2 separate regions of the Oryctolagus cuniculus genome follow, and region 2 is linked to region 1. Evidence: chromatin contacts called from public Micro-C data. All regions are on one chromosome and are shown on one strand. Each heading gives the region's core, a stretch centred on a gene start, on an enhancer-like site or on the middle of the called end of the contact. The rest is flanking DNA. Distances are from core to core; before and after follow the strand shown.

The links. Hi-C and Micro-C count contacts between places; a contact is called where the count stands out from the background.
Region 2: a Micro-C map of ear pinna shows a contact between it and region 1, with 4 times the contacts expected there. The contact joins the promoter of IFT57 here to the promoter of LOC100355470 in region 1. A contact is called at or near these places in 3 of 6 Hi-C or Micro-C datasets (ear pinna, skin fibroblasts and an unstated tissue).

What each region holds. Positions count from the first base shown.
Region 1 is chr4:63,319,542-63,324,527 of mOryCun1.1, forward strand. It overlaps LOC100355470 (leukocyte surface antigen CD47), which reads right to left and starts at 2,866. Exons shown (of 11, transcript XM_008266998.4): 1 at 2,624-2,866. The coding sequence starts at 2,669.
Region 2 is chr4:63,461,805-63,467,062 of mOryCun1.1, forward strand. IFT57 (intraflagellar transport 57) reads right to left here and starts at 3,508. Exons shown (of 11, transcript XM_002716719.5): 1 at 3,119-3,508; 2 at 560-722. The coding sequence starts at 3,330. It overlaps LOC103350624 (HHLA2 member of B7 family), which reads left to right and starts at 3,606. Exons shown (of 3, transcript XR_011387860.1): 1 at 3,606-4,319.

The DNA of each region.
Region 1 (4,986 bases), core at 1,616-4,115:
ACATTAAGGAATGCACAGTTCATTTTGATAATATGATTATTTTAGAATTAGAATATTTATCAATTTGAGGGGCAAAACATCTATTTTTTTCATCTTTAGAACCTGCTTTTTCAAATATCCATTAGCAACTCAGTGGCAAATATAAGACATCTGCCAAAATACAGATGACAGCATGAGCAAGTGTCCTAATGGCAGGCATTTAATGTAATGCTTTAACACACTGTCTCTCAACTACTGGGACAGTCCCATAAATAAGGACTATTAAACAGGCATTTACTTTTGTGCCATGGTATCCTGCATTTAAAATGAATATATTCTTTAGGATAAAAAATAATTTTACTTTAAAAAGTCAAATTATTAGCAGACTTAGGCAACACAAATATTTCGTGTTTTTAAAAAATTAATCATGGGTACCTCTAATTTTAAAAACCCACTTTAAACAAAGAAAAATCATTCAACCACTACAAATACAGTTCATATCACTGTCCTTTACTTAAGGTTTGTCTCTTTGTTTTTGTTTTGTTTCTTATTAGTTGGTGAATACTACTGAAACTACTGCTGTGCTTTTGAATAAAGGTGGGGAGTGGGAGACTAGAAAGGAACACAGTAATTGACTCCACATCTTGTAAATCATTATAGTGGGCTGCAGTTTGTCTGTCATGGAAGGAAATGAGTATGTGATACCATTTCTTTTTTCAGAAAGGTCACCAAAACTGTAGTAGATACCAGGAAACGGACTCTGAATATTAGTGCATTATAAATGAAAATGAAAGCAAAAGCAAAAGTTCAGCACAAATCCACGGCTTCCTTCTTCTACAGCCTGCATTCCTTCTTCCAAATCCTAAGGCTGACATCTCACTTGTGTTCTGAGACTGTTAACATCTCTTCAAACGTGGCCTCCTGAAGGTACATGCTAAACACACAAACATCCATTTTATCTTATGAGAAACACGAAAACTTCCTCTTTTATATTCAACACTTAACACAACTTAAATGCATGACGCTTGCATTATATTTACAAATACAAAAAATTACTATAAATGCTGAACGCAAGTTTGTAATATTGTATCTAAATGAGCTCTAACTAAACATGATCTGAACATTCTATAAGAATGCTTAACAGAATTCTTATCCCCAAAGCACCATTACAACAGTTCTTTCTACTCGACCTGAAATTAGAACCCCTGTTTTTAAAACAGTACGTGGTTTACGGTTTATACTATTCTGACTCATTTTGCTGCTGATGGTCTGAATCAGTGATGTTCTGTTACATATTTATACCTGGTTCAATATGAAGGTTCTGATTAAACAGGTATTGCAAAGCAGTATTATTTTAGCTACAATAATAGTAATGGTAACAAGCCCACTAGAGATGACAGGAAATATTAACCATTTAGATAATAGAGGTCTTGATTATTACAAGCTCCAACCTCCCAGGAGGCTTAGGGAGGGGAAAAGTGGTGCGCAGGCATCTGGGAAACAGCTCCAAGCCAAGGTCCTCTGTGAATGGCACATAGAGCCTAATCAATTTGAAATCGAATTAACTCAGCATTCTAGGATAAACGTAGCAATCGCTGTTTCCTGGTACTCATACTCGATTCTGAATCTTATAAAAAGTTCACAAAAGGCTCCATAGATACCAGGGGTGACAGACAGTGCAGACTCATGAAAATTTCTATTGCCTCTTCAGTTTTTATAATAGAAGCACAGGTTTGAAAAGGAAAAGAGAAAGAAAAAAAAAAAAAAGGCGAAATGGATTCCAGAAGCTCTGGGGGCAAGGGGCAAAATCGTTCCAGTGTGGAAAGACGTCAAATCCCACACTGCGGCATGTGTGTTTTTACTTGAGATTCCCATGTTCATATTTCAGGCAAAATAGGGGTAACTTTCAAACGGCTGCCCAAATAGAGAGGGGGAACTCCAAGGTACTATTTGGAATGTGGCTTTAACAGCGGCTGATGGGGCGTAGGGAGTCACGAGAAAGGAAAGAGTTTCGAGGAAGCTTATTTTTAGGATTGAAAACAACAACAGAAAATACACGGCCAGAAGATAGATTTCTCCTGATTCAACGCCGCGATGGAAATGAAAACTTGAGCGCGTCCTCTGCGTCCCCTTCGCTCCTGCGTGCGTGTGGGAGGACGAACAGCACCCACCCCGACCCGGCCACTTGGCCAGAATGCGCGCTTCCCCCTCCGGAGGCCCGGCCCTCCCACTCTGCCTCCTTCAATCCCCGGAGCATCCACGCACCGAGCCCGGAGCGGGTGCGAAGCCGCGGGTCCCTGACAGCGGCCACCCCCTCGCCTCCGACGGCGCCCTCCGCTTCTTCACAGCTGCGCTGGGCGAGGTGCGCGGTTCGGAGTCGTGCTCGGTGCGTGCTTTCGGAGGTGGCGAGCGGGGGGAAGGAGACGAGCCCCGCTCTCGCCCACGGGGAGGGGAAGACCAGGAAAAGGAGGCAGGGGAGGAAGGAGGGGGCGCTCCCGCGTCCGCACTCCTGGCGCGCAGGGCCCGCGCCCCGGCCACCCTCGGCGGGCTCCCCGGGGCGGCCCGAGCGCAGCCCCCACGCTTGCGGGGGCGCCCGCGGGGGCGCAGAGACTCAAGCCAGGGCTGGGAGCCAGGAGCTACTCACCGCAGCACGCCGAGCCCAGCAACAGCGCCGCCACCAAAGGCCACATCGCCGCGCCGCCGGGGGTCGCCGCCGCCGCAGGTGTCTGGAGAAGCCGCTGCCGCCTCCTTGCAGGCGAGGTGGGCAACAGCCACACAGCAAGGACCGGCCGCCCAGGCAGCCTTTGGCGGCGCGCACGCTCGCTCCCGCCGCTGCCACCGCTCCCCCGCCCGCCCGGGCCGCGCACGCGCACTCCGCCCCGCCCGTCCCACTCGTAGCTTCAGTCCCGGCTCCCGCCACGCCGTAGCCCAGAGCCCGCTTTAGGGCGTGGCGCGCGGGGCTGGGCAGGTCGCGTCGCGCCGCCCCTGCCGCCCCGCCCGGTTCCCTGGTGTTGTTCAGCCTTCACCGGCTTCTCCCTGCCGGCCTCCACACACAGTCCCGGGCCCATTGTCCGCCCTCCTAGCATCACTGCCGCCTTCGCGCTTCGCGGACCGCTGGGCGCTCCGCACCGCGACCTCGCAGCCGCACGCAGCTCCGCACCAGCCCTGGCCTCTCTCTGCGGCCCGAAGTCTGTCTGCGCGCGTCCCTCGGCCGCGTTCTCCATTCTCGGCCGCACTCAGTTCCCTCTAAAAGCTGCCGCCGCGCCCAGGGCGCACCCCTGCGTGGGGACGTCGCACCCCCAGCCCGCGGTCAGTGAGCCCCAGGGCACCGCCCCTGAGGTCGGGACCCTGCCAGCGGGAGCTGCCGCCCTCTTGTCCCCCGTGGACTCTGCTCGCTCTCCTGGCCACTCTTCCCTCTTTCTCACTTTGTTCGTGTTTTTATCCTCAGCGTAGGGTTAGCCGAGCAAGTTGCATTCTCTGGTGATAAACATTTTACAATGGGATGAATAAGGACATGCGTACCAGCGGTGTCACCGAGCCTGGCTTCCAAAGGCAACACGTGCAGGCCTGTGCGCTGTTTGGCTATTGCCTGCTTGAAAAACGGCTTCAGAATGTGGCTGCAAGTCACAAGATGGACAATGCCTTTGAATAGAACACTGAATCACCCAGACCACATCCTTCATCCTGGAGCGAAAGCCCTTTCAAGCTACCTTTAACATTTATCCTGAATGATGAACTCCCTTGTCAAAAAGTCAGGCTCTGGCGGCTGCCCTAATGGGGTGCGTATCATGTCCACTCCCTTGACTGTTTTTCTTACCCGCTAGAAAAGAAAGCAGTTTCTCACTACAACATCTCCCTTCCCCAAACCCTGTGCCCAGAGCGTCTCTTCCCAAGCATCCCATCTCCACAGTCATAAAATTCAGGAAGTAAAATCGCCACGTCTGGGATACCTTGTAGTAGGGTATTGGATACTCTGTAACTTTTTACTGTAAATGTATTTTTGTGTGGGCCGCGTGCCCACAGCATTAGTTCTTCAAAATCAGAGAGGGGGGAGAGCAGCGCACACGCACACTTTAAGTATTCCCTCCTCCCAGACACTGCATTCAACTGGACAAACGGAAGGGATCTTCTACGTGTTGATGTGGCTTGAGGCAAGCGGTACTCTGTTAAAAATTGATTTTTTTAATGATTGAAAAAGCAAAAAAACAATTATCTAGCAGACATCCCAGTAAAACAATGGTTAATAATTGTGCTGGTAATGATTTGAATGGCTGCCTTGCCACCCTGAGGCTACCAAAGGGACTGATCGATTCTCCTCCAACTGCTGCTTACATGGATACAAAAGAATCATCCACCAGACTTTGAGCATTAGGGACACTGTGTTTCCCAGAGCAGCTGGTTGGCTAAATAAGGCTGTCAGCTGTCCCTTTAACCAACCAACCCCCCCAAAAACTGAAGAGTGCCTGAAAAGGCCTGGCCCCAACTTTCAGGGGTAGAGATACCCAGTAGAGTTCTGTTCTACAGGGGAGCGACTGAAGCTCTGTACTTCATATCTTTATGTATGCACAGTGGAATAGGCCCCCTGTGTGACCAGCACCACTCCTCAGAGTAATCTGTCTGAAGTATGCCTTGGTGATGGGGCAAGAGGAGGCCTAATCCAGGAGGGGTGACCCACAGCAACCTGCCTGCATTTAGATATCTTCTCTCTTAGGCAACCCAGGTTCATTTCTCCAGTATGTAACCACCTAAAAGTTTTCCCTCCTCACTTTCCCAAGCGTTTTGATTTGGAATTTGAGCCTGTCCTATCGTTGGTAAGGAATTTCTTCAGAGGAGGCAAGAGAGGCTCCTCCATATAAGTTTTGAACAGAAGTAGTGCACATTAGCCGTATTTCCTATATTACTCTCCATAACAGCCTTGCAAAAGTAAGTACTACGGCCCCCATTTTAGAGATGGGACAGTAAAAGAGAAGAGGCATATGAGCACTTAGCCCAGGGTTTCCTGTGAGG
Region 2 (5,258 bases), core at 2,258-4,757, 140 kb after region 1:
TGTTAAAAAACTAAAGACAAAAAACATTTTATTGGTTAAAGTACCAAATTAAGAAGCAATAACTTCATAGTGGCAGAAGAAATCATTGATATTGTTGGGGTAAAAAATTCAGTCAAAGTTCAGAAACAACTACATGCAGGACAAGTGATTCACCTTCAAAAATTAATAACGTGTGCCAGAAATGTCTTACTGCCTGTCCCTAGGGAAAGTCAGAAGAGAAAAGCACAACTGTTATGCTCTATTCAAAGTTCCCTTTCAAAATATAAAGTGTTTCAATTTTATCATTTTCAGATCAAAGTTTTAGAGGGAGAATGAAGGCTCATAATAAATTTACCTGTGAGACACAGTATCAGGATTAAGAAAAATACTATTACTTTGGACTATAATGAGTATACACTGGACACTTTCAGAAGGGGCAGTGATAAAGTTTTGTATGAAAATAAATTCATAGGTACATGTTCATAAAGTAGTCATCTAAAAGGCTAGCATTTATTCCTGAATTACTGATATTAAAATGTTTGATGAAGAACATGCAGAAAGAAGAGTAGTTTACACTTACCAATGACCGAAGTTCAGCTAATATGTTAGATATTGTTGCGTTAGGGTCATCATATTCTTGAGGCTGCTCAAAGGGATGTCCTGCTTTGTTAAGCAACCAAGCAGCAAGAGTGCAAAACATATAGAACTGTTCACCAGGGTTTGTAGGCAGTGCAAAATAATGTCTGTTTCAAAACAAGGAGGCATGGAAGAATGTGAAATAATGTAAATAAGTCTATAATAACTTGTGGAGCCAAGTTCAAAATTGCCCAAAAAAAGCTTCTCCTCCTTGTCCTGACCCCCAATAATGGTCTTCAACTCCAGACACTAATAATTCACTCTTTGACTTTTCCAGTAACTCGCAGCACTCATGTTAGTTTTTAATCAGCAGGATTAGGGCAACTGTAACTGTACACAAAATATGAGATCAAAGACCTCACACCCAGGAAATACAGTGCATGCTAGAAAACAAAACACGTGGAACTTTTGCCAAAACATATGTCAAGAATAATTAGTGCCTTCTGAAAATGGTAATTTGAAATAAAATACCTTCAGGGTTTAACAAAAATCTTTAAGAATTATTCACTCTACATTTTTAGGGTTTCTAAGCCATCAGCAATGTTAAACGGCTGTTTCCATCTTGTACGCGAATTCGGATCACCTGAGGAACTCTTAAAACTATTGCTACTCAGCTAAACATTACTCCTTTGCTCCTCAGTAGATGAAATCTGAACTTCTGGGAATGAAGACATAGGATGGGTACATTTCAAAAGCTTTTGGATGTTTCTAAGGTACAGCCAGGATTAAGAATGTCTCAGTGTCACAACCGCAGTCTAACTTTTATTAAATCCCTTAGTCTACAAAAAACAGTCCTCTGAAGATGAGTGTAATTTACACCTAAAGATAGGACTAAAATGTGCTAGCAGCAACATGCAAGCCAATTTGATCCCAGAGTTTTTATTTGCTTTTTTATGTGTAGCTAACACTACCACGTTTATAGTGTATTTATAACTAACAAAACCACTGCAATAAGCACCAGTGTTCTACCTCTTCATGTTCTCCAAATAAGCTAAAAGAAAAGGGAGAATTTAAAAAGGCCTTGAAATCCTTCCAGGTATGCGCTCAAAACCTCTCAAACCACCCACGCACCAACAACTTGTCTTTTTCTTATTGACTGATAATTCCTCAAAGACAGAGGAATGGATACTGATAAATCCTGTAGGCTATTGGTCAGGGGTTCTCAAAAATTACCGTGCCCCAGAATCACCTGCAAGGCTGTTTAAAACACATGCTGCTAGAAACCACACCTAGAGTTTCTGAAAAGGTAGACCTAGGAAAGGACCTGAGGAAATTCATTTCCAGTAAGTTCCTAGGCAATGCTGATGCTGCTGATCACACTTTGACAAACATGAGACTAGGGCATTTCCACAACAATCCTTGATTCCAAGTATCCTGCTGAATCTCCAAGGAAACAGCACAGAGATAATGTTAATAGAACTTCAAAGCCAGTTTCCTTCAGTTGACAAAGACATATGGAAAAAAAATGCATTTTTATTACTACAGAATCTTAGCTGTCTGAATTATCCTGATCCATTCATTTACAACCCCAAGCCCATCCATCACAGATCGAGCAACACTTTTTCTCTAACTTTTCTCCTAGTATACAATAACTTAGCAAAATGGATAACATATAATAAAGCCTACATATCTTGCAATTCCAGTTACTAGAACACAGCAGAGGAATGAGATTAAAATTGTCAAGGGATATTATCTGGGGTAAACGGCTGACGTTAAGTGAAATACCAAAGCTTCTTCATCCTACTCGCCTCTTAGAGAATAAAGCAGAAAAATCTAAGCGGTAAGAGAAAAAGCTCTGAAATCTATCTGGCTGTCACTAAGCTGCAGCGATTAGACGAGAAAGTGCTAGCTGTCCGTTACCCTCGCCACTGATGGTCCTGCCATCAGGTGACCACGGACTTTTCCCCACCAGAACAAGTGCAGAGGTGTTTGGGGTTCTGTGCTAAGAGGGCAATTCCGACAGCTGTTGATTCATTTGTCTGCCACGACTCAGTTTCTGAACAGCCTGCTGTTGCTATCCAAGCCATCGCAGTCGAGCCCACAAGTTTATGAACTGCATGCAAAGTGCTACTCAGCGAGGCGGCCAGTTGTAGGGAAGGGTTTCCCAAAGAAAACAAACTAGGAACAGCACTAGATGATGGCAGCGGTTCTCTCTGCAGATGAGATGGCGGGTGATTTAGTATTTTTCTACTTTTGACTTTTCAACAAAGAGTGTTTACCTCTCCTTTATAACCAGAAAAGGCAAAGTTTGTGTTTTGCGGAGATGCGAATTTTAAAGGACGCGCATGTTGTCTTCCAGCCCCTTCTGCTGCTCCAGAACTTGTTTACTCTCTCTACAAATATACCTCGTCTCAGCTCCGTGAGCTCCACGGCCCTCGGTCGCCCAATTTCGGGTGCACAGCCCTTTCCCGGCTGCGAAGATGGGAGCAAGGGCTCGCTAACCTTCGCTCGGCGCAGGACCCAACACAGGCCCCCAGGGCCCAGCCGGCACCAGAACACCCACCTGGACGGGGGCTTCAGGTTGTTCTTCCGGAGGAACTCCTCCTCGTAGCGGAGCAGCTTCAGCTTCTCCACCAAGTCCTCCATCACCAGGAACATGTGGTAGGCGGCGCCGGGGCCCCGCTCCACGACCACCTCCCCGGCTCCTTCGCCGCGAGACCGAGACCCCCCATCCTCTAAACCCGACGGCGTAACCACTGCCGCGGCAGCAGCCATCGCGGAAGAAACCGTAGGAGCCCGCCTTGGGCTCTGCCTCGCAGACCTCCGCGGCCTGCGCCGCCTGCGCCGCCTGCGCCGCCTTAGCCAGGACGGTCGCGATCCGTTACCAGGCGACCGCCGGGCAACCCATCACCAAGGAAACTAGACCCCGCCTCCTTTCCGCCGCCATGTCTTTTCTACATTCTCTCCAACCAGGGTAGACTTCCTGGGAAACGTCACTGTGACCCGCCCCCTTTCCCGCCTCTGCGGGCTAGGAGCTGGGAAGCCGCCCCGCCCCTCTTGGGGGCGTGGCGGAAGAGGCTGCAGGCTGGAGGCCCGGCTCTGCCCGCGCTGCTTTGCTTGTCTGCTGTTAGCAGGCAAGCGGCTTCGTGGATCCGGTGGTTACTGGAGGAGCTGGTGGTAAATTAGAGAGGAGGAAGACGCTCAGTGTTGACTGCGGCGAGCACACTGACACTTCTTGAAATCTTCTCAAAATTGACAATTTTCCTAGTTGTAAAGATAGGTGATATTACAGGGTTCACTTTGCCTTGGGAACTTCTCAGCGCGAAGCTTTCCTTTTAAAAACCGTTCTCCTCAGGCAACGCTGTATTTACTGGTTTATTAGAAGGCCCCGCCATGACTCCAGGGCTAGGAAAGTGGTGGGGAGGAAAGCAGGATGACCACAAATGAGGCACTGAGGAGGATTCCTGCCTCCAAACAGGAATACTAAACTCACATCCTGCGGCTTAATTCGTCTCAGGCCCATTCCATGTGAAACTTGTCGGGTACCTTGTTAAATCCAACAAAATAAAGATGGTCTTGGGAGGACTTTCCCTGCGCTGTAGCTCTGTGTGGCTAAAGATTGGGTGTTACTGCTACAGTCTGCAGCTGTTGACCTAGAAAAGGCAAGAAAGGGAACATAACTGCCCAGAGTTGCGGCCCAGCTTTGCAGTTCTCAGAAGGCTTGTGTGTCAAGCAAGTTTCCTAACAGCTACATAAGGAGTGAGGTAAGTGGAGGATGTCTGGCTGGTTTCCTGGCAGAAGAGAACCTAAGGCAAGAGTTTGAACATGTGCTTGTTTATAAGGGGTCTCTGATCTCTTATACCTGCCACTAAATAATATAGATGTAGAAGAATTTTTTTTGGAATAACAAACTTGAAGTATACCTGTAATATCTTTGTGGTTTGTCTAGAAAAATGAGAACGGTGCATTTTTCATTTGGACCGGTCTACAGCTAACTCATTTCTGATACTAACAAAGGTATCAAAGTGAAAAGACAGAAAGCCAAAGACCGTTTTCTGTTCATCAAAGAAAACACATAAAGTTACTGATTGATGTAGCAAATAACCTAAAGGGATAGCCCACGAATTACTTTTTAAATAAATGACATTGTTTGCCTGCTAGAAGTCATTAGCCAGATGCTTTTAATAAAGATGAATGGGAAAATTGGGTTTGATTCTGCTCTCCGCTTAATTGTTCCTTTTCCTAGCCTTCAGAAAGCAGTGATTCTCCTTCATACACCACATGTGTGGGTTGGGATTATTGTGATACCTCTGCATAACTTTCAAAGTATGAAAGATGTGTTGCTTTTTAGAAAAGAAAAAAGAGGAAAGCTCAAATATATGTTTGGGGGTATTTGGTTAATGGACAAGCTACCTGTGGCTTTTAAATGAAGCTCAAAAAGCTCCCTACATTTACAGATGAATTGGTTACACCCAGGGAGATGTTCAAGCAGAAGGTGCTGCCTGCCTACCGCCTTCTGACATCTCCAGGAAGTGACATAACACAGAGTAAGAAGTGGTCAGGCTTCACTCTTTGGATGACAAGTAACCCTCCAACAACATATGTGTTATAACTTGGGGAGAAATAAAATGCCCCAGAACTTAACTCTTTCTTTCCCAGATGAAATACCAACACAGTTTGGCACAGAAGCAGTATAAAGAATG